Linked DNA regions of Mus musculus: region 1 is linked to region 2. A link is a contact called in public HiCAR-type data. All regions are on one chromosome and are shown on one strand. The core of a region is the stretch at or near the end of the contact, and the rest is flanking DNA. Distances in the headings are between cores, read along the strand shown. Region 1 has its middle 36 kb from the start of Gm3942. Region 2 overlaps Caps2 (calcyphosphine 2).

What was found. HiCAR-type assays count read pairs that join an accessible place to other places.
Region 1: a HiCAR-type map of PVALB interneurons shows a contact between it and region 2, with 7 times the contacts expected there. The contact joins two enhancer-like sites. A contact is called at or near these places in 1 of 39 promoter capture datasets (hippocampal neurons), 3 of 15 datasets of contacts at CTCF or cohesin (the NIH/3T3 cell line and stem cell-derived epiblast-like cells), 80 of 484 Hi-C or Micro-C datasets (3T3-L1-derived adipocytes, the AML12 cell line, the C2C12 cell line and 45 more), 5 of 115 datasets of contacts at active chromatin or transcription factors (PVALB interneurons, astrocytes, embryonic basal ganglia and 1 more) and 1 of 9 other capture datasets (embryonic stem cells).

What each region holds. Positions count from the first base shown.
Region 1 is chr10:112,800,324-112,803,739 of GRCm38.p6, forward strand. No RefSeq gene overlaps it. Among named protein-coding and RNA genes, the nearest start is that of Gm3942, 36 kb to the right of the region's middle. Within about 2 kb of position 1,433, at least 3 of the 459 cell types and tissues checked have an H3K27ac peak or open chromatin away from gene starts, as enhancers often do. A contact at or near this core is called in PVALB interneurons, where this site is marked.
Region 2 is chr10:112,202,181-112,205,186 of GRCm38.p6, forward strand. Caps2 (calcyphosphine 2) reads left to right here. Exons shown (of 18, transcript NM_001310675.1): 15 at 1,700-1,854. Among named protein-coding and RNA genes, the nearest start is that of Caps2, 40 kb to the left of the region's middle. Within about 2 kb of position 1,496, at least 27 of the 459 cell types and tissues checked have an H3K27ac peak or open chromatin away from gene starts, as enhancers often do. A contact at or near this core is called in PVALB interneurons, where this site is marked.

The DNA of each region.
Region 1 (3,416 bases), core at 183-2,682, 600 kb after region 2:
GTGGGTTTGTATGTACATTTACATCAAGGTGACCCTGAATACTTCAAAGACAGAAATGGTACAAGAGAGGAGGTCCCCAGCTGAGATTAAGAAGTCATTTCAGAATTATCAGCTCAAAAATGGGGAATATAGGGTTTAAGTAAAATGGATTGTTGATGAATTGAAGCAGACATGTTCAAGGGGCTTTGGGGTAGATTTGTCAGGAGTCTCTTCATTAAGTCTGGTGACTGAAGACAGAATAGTAATGACTAAAATTTTCCAGCTCTGACTAGGGGCAGAACAAGAGCCAGTATGTGGTATATTGGAAAGATAATTTATTTCTAATCTTGGGTCTGCCTCAACAAATTGTATGACCTTACAAATATCTATTACAAACTCTAGCCTGCTTTATGTTTTTTTCTTTAGTCCAGTTAACCTTGATAGTCTATCCCTGGAAATAAAAAGCTAATATTTTGAAGTGAATGAACGCCTTCACAAGGCCTCGTCGCTTTCGAATCATAACGATAAGCGCTAACTCAATGTCTATTGCTTAGATGCAGCCTTAGAATCAAGAAAAAGCAGAAATCAAAGATAGCTCACTAAAATATAGTCTGAAAGAATGGTATTTAGCCAGCCACAGTCCTGACACATCTAACGTTTATGTTATAAATACCTAATTGTATGGCAATTTAATCATGGTAGAACACATATATGAAGAACGCAGGGCCTGTGCCTGTATCTCTGGGTCAGAGTGCTTGGCCTCACATGTGAAGTCCGTGGTTAGATCCCAGGATGGCGCAAGGGTAGTTTTTCATTAGAACTTGGCCAATGAGATGGTTCAACAATTAGAACTGTTTTCTGCCATGCCCAATGACCTGAGGCCCAAGTGAGGGGCATATATGGTAAAAGGAGAGAACCTTTTCTTGCTGGTTATCCTCTGTTAACAACATGCCTGTTAAGGTACACACCCACCAACCCATAAACACACACTTCACACACAGACACAGACATAGGTACACAGACGTAGAAAAACACAGACACAGACAAATGCATGCGCATTTGTGTACATGCTCATGGGCACACACATACACACACGCGCAGACTAAATTTTAAAACATTTTTAAAAAGAACTGTTCATAAAAAAAAATAGAAAATTCCAAACACATGATCGTAATAGTAGTTAATATTATGTCTCATTACTACAACTCACTTTTGGTTGTTAAAAACATTTTTCCTTCCTACTGTTAAATAAGTAAGTCTGCTGGCCCATTCAGGAGATTATGTGAGATCATTTGCAGCTATCTATCAGATTTATACTTGAGTAAAAGTGCCGAGTAAAATGTATATAGCAGTGCAAATGATATGTTTCCAAAATGACACCTTTGCTCTTATTAAAGTTTGTGAAACCAATGCCAAAGATGAGATAAAGCAAGCACCGACTAAACGTTGCCTCAGAAGAATTGGATGATGCTGCCATCTAGTGGACACTTGTGCACAGTGCCATCAAAACTGTAGGGCGCAAAGGGGAAATGAAAATCTTCCAAAGTACAAGAAACCCGTTTACAGAACACATTTGAAAAATCTAAAACTAATTAATTAATTAATTGATTAAAAATATTGTATTATAAAAATATGGAAACATAAAGAAAGATGACTGATGTCTTCCTCTTTCTTTGTATTCATCTTAAGAATGCTTTCTATTTATACAAACTATGATGACGAATTGAGGTTTTTATGGGAAATGTATTTCCACCAAGATAGATGTAAAAATAAAGAGTAAACATAGGACAATAACAAGAAACATAGGCATCCTAGAAGGGTGTCTTAGTTAGGGTTTTATTGCTGTGAAGAAACACCATGACCTAGGCAGCTCTTATCAAGGGAACCCTTAATTGGGGTTGACTTACAAGTTTTAGAGGTTCAGTCTATTATTATGATAGGAAGCATGGCAGTGTGCAGGTAGACATGGTGCTGGAAAAGGAGCTGAGAGTTCTACACTGTGAACCACAGACAGCTAAAGGAGGAAACTGTTTCCTACTCGGTGGGGCTTGAGCATAGAAGGCCACAATCCCTGTCCCACAGTGACACACTTCCTCCATCAAGGTGACACTACCTATTGGCCAAGTATTCTGGGACTCTGTGAGTCATGCCTATTCAAACCACCACAGAATCCTTGGGTAGAGACTGGAAAGTAGAGGGAAGAGTTGTCAGGGCTGGCCTCAAAGACAACTGAACGTGAATTCAGTAATTAAAGAGCAAACTTTAAGGAAGGGTTAAACGGTTCCCAGGTACGAAGGCTCGCCACTAATGCTTCACCACATTTTGTAAGATAAGTGGACAGGCATTCATGTCTATACACTTCTGTGTGAAAGTACTCCTGGCACATAAATACTGTTTCTGATTAACTTATTAATGTGTGACTATTATATGACGATAGAGATAATAAAACTTAACCAAAGTACATGATAAATAGCATTAGTCTCTCCCTGTGGAAGGGAAGAGAGAGAGAGAAGGAGATAGAGGGAAGGATGAGGAGAAGGAAGAGGAGGAGGAGGAGGAAGAAGAAGAATAGGAGGAAGATGATGATGTTGACGACAAAGAAGAGACAGAGTTGCCATATATTTGTGTTTCAAGCACTAACGTTACTGCTAAACCCTCGCTGGGCTTGCAAGCATACTTTACCTCTTCCAGCCTTTAAATGCTTGTGACCTAATGGAAAATACAGTAAATATTAAGTGACTACGCCAGATTGGGATGCGCAGTAGATGGAAGATAACTTGTGTTTTCTTCTGCACCTACCCATGCATCTGCATTGCTAGATTTTCTTGACAACGTTCTAGGGGAAAGTTTTAATTCCAGTGACATTGTGATGTGAGAATTAGGGTACAATTGAAATTGCCATTGTTTACTTTTACCTCGCGGTGAGCACGGATTTCAGCTCAATCCTTACCTATTTAATTGGCCACTTTCTGCTTCTTAGGTAAGCTCCTAGTTTTTCTTTGGTACCAGGGACAAGGAAAAGCATAAAAGCCCTTTAATGCGCTCTGTGCTGTCTTCTTTGTGCCCACCTGGCATAAGCTGAATGTGGCTCTTGGTCACAGCTAACACCTGGCCACACTAGGGACATCCATTTCTCACTCACTAGGCCACTGTGAAATCCAGACTTCTGAATGTCTCTCAAGTTTTGGCTCTCAGCTGCACAAGAGCAGAAACTGAGCACAGGACTCTGTGATGGTATATGGACACCATCCTGAAATCAAAGAGCCATGGAAGTTTGTAATGAAAGAATATTTGAGCACATAATGCCCACATTGGTTCCAACTAATGTTTAAGCGAAAGAAATGAACAACTAAGAAATATGTTCCCAACTAACATGTCTGGGCGTGACATTTTTCTTTTTGTCTGCTAATTCATTGGTCATATCTATATTCTATCTT
Region 2 (3,006 bases), core at 246-2,745:
TAATAATTTTAGAAATATTTGATATTATGAGTTGAATTATAAGCTAAATAACGTGTAAAATTGACATTTTTAAAAATTAAAAGTATATTAACTTGTTTGTGTAGTGTGTATTTGTGTGTGTGATACAGCATACAAGTGAGGTAAGATGACAACTTGCAGATGTCAGGTTTTTTCCTACAACTCAAACTCAGGTTGTCAGGATTGGCAGGTACCTTTCCCCATTGACTCATCATCTCCATGGGCCATGATACATATGTATCTGCATATGGATATGGATATATATATATGTGTGTGTGTGTGTGTGCATATATATGTGTATCTGTATGTATATATACATACATGTCTATCTACACATACATTTGTACATACACAGATACACTTACACTAGGGCTCACACTGAAACTCAGATAGATTGCCGCTCACTGTGCAAACCTGACTGCTCTAGAACTCACGGCAATCCTCTTTCCTTATCTCCAGAGTCTGGGAGTATAGGCAGGAACCACCATGTCCTTGTACTTGCCTAGACGATATCCTGAAGAGACTAGTGGCTTAGTGCCTGACATATCTCCACCTCATTTTCTATTGAATGTGCTCTGACGTCTGTAAGCAGATCCTGCTGTTCCGTAGACACACAACTTTGTGTAGATCCTTTGCAACTCTTCTTCCACCTCTCGGTGAGAGTAATGTCTTATTACCTTTCCCTGGGAATCCAGAGGGGACAGAGGAAATGTAGATAGACTCTGGACACTGAAACATCTTTACAATTGTCTAAGGCCTGGCCTTCTAACCAGTGCAGTGTAGTAGGTGATACATACAATTCCTCTATTGGATTCCATCATCGAGGAGGGAGGAAGGTATAAAACAAATCATCAGAGAAGTCAATATATACTTCTAGAATTTTGATGAGTCCTGAGATAGTATTCGTGATCAGACATTAAGGAAGCGAGCAGCTGCCTGTATGGTTGGCTGAGACTGGCTCCGCCCTTGTTAGCAGGTCTTTCTCTCTGCTCTGTCATCGACAACACAGTTTTTGTCACTAGTGAAGCTCGTGACAGTTGCACTCTTCTTTTCTAATGTATCCATTGTAGTACAATACAGACAGCATTATATGTGCTAGAAGGAGTGTTTAGGAGCCAGAGACCTCTAGAATTTTCTGGATAAAATAGTTGCTATGAATATGTAAATATGGACGAGTATGCCAAGACCCAGATGTCATTTCACACATTTTGTTCCAGATTTCAACTTTTAAACTACTTAAAGTTTTTTGAACTGATATTTTTGGTGTGTGATTTGTCAGGCATCTATTCTGAAATTCAGTAGTGTAAATAAAAAAAAATAGGAAAGATATGGGGCAGTTAGAAAAGATGATCTAAACAAGAGAAACTAAGATTGTAATCTTAAGACTTAGATTACTTGCTTATGAATAGAGAGGAACATTGTCTCCCTGTATGTAGCATGCGACACTTTCACCACACAGTGGTGCTGTGGCTCTGCTGTATCATGAATATGCAGTTGTGTCTGACATTGTGGTTATTAAAAACATTCTCCTTTCCAAAGTCAGCCCTACGCATGTATTCATTGAATATTCACATCTTCTTTTCCATTATTATCAACTTATTTTCTCAGAAGAGAAACAACTGCAATTTGAAAGCTTGGTGCACAGAAGCAATTAGCTCCCCTCTCTCTTTTTACTAAACAGATAAATTGAAAGAACAACTGCACAAGAAGGGTGCTCGTATTTTGACTGGATTGGGAAGATACTTCCAAGGTTTGGACAAGGAAGGGAATGGGCTTTTAGAAAAGGCAGATTTTCAGCAAGCTCTGAAAACCTTTCACTTGGAAGTGTCTGAACAGGTATGTACCACACAGCATTTTCTGCTCTGGGTGTATTCTTGCATGGCCTTGCTCACTTTTCTAATGAAATTCTAATAGCCTATTTTTTAAAACCCTCTGCTATCAGGGTTATGCCACGAGGCCACAAGTCTCATTTATTTTTAAAATGTTTACATCTATCCCTTTATCATATGCTTCTGAAGTGTTTTATAGCCAGGCATATTGTTAAACTCTGTAATGACGTACTCTTCATCTCGAAATCTTCAAAACTGAAGAAAGTGGTCAATACATGCATCAAACAGAGAAGGCGGCTTTAGGAACCTGTGTGGTGGTACTCACTTCCAAGCTAAGTTATCAGGAAGGAGCTCTAAGATGTTGGCAGGACCCCTGGGGGAGGATGCATCAGGCTGGGTTGTGAATAATGAGGAAGAATTAACCAGGCAAGGGTAGAGAAGAATAATAGCAGACAGTGGATCTCCCAAGAAGAGGGGTTCCTGACTCAGAGAATGGTCATTTCCTGGAAAGGAGAAGCAGTCTCCCAGCATGAAGTGTGGCTCTTCCCTAAGCCACAGGGACTTACTTCACTCTGACATGAATCACACTAGATCTCTGTGTTCTAGATTTTTCTCATCATTTGGGCCACAGCTTTCCTTAACAGAGGAGCTCTGCTGCCTGAACTCCGATCCTTTCTGTATCAGCGTCCATTTTAGTTTCTTCACAGCAAGTTGTGTCTGTAAGTGAAATGTCACATCCCATCCAGATGGGGACCAAGGTGGCTCAGGTTCCTGCTCTTTATTTAGCACCTTGAACTGAGTCTTCCATGGCAAACACGGGCACAGTAGCACATCACTGGGGCAATTAGACGGGAGAGTGGGAGAGATTAAGTTTGTTGCCCCAAAGCCTTGTATGCTATACTTGCAAGTTTTGCTTGTAGGTTAAAAGTACACAAATGATTCAGATGTGGATTCTTTTGTACTTTTCTCTTTTGCTGAACAAAACAATTGTTTTGTCACATGATGTAGTACGTGTCTGAAATTTAGGTTCATGTAAAAGCATAATCACTTAGCCATGTGACACACAAGTGTTCTGACTTTTCTTATTGACAGGCCCTGCCTGTGCAATTGTGAGACAGTTGCTATGTCTAGGATGGCAGAGAAGCTCTAATAAAAAAAA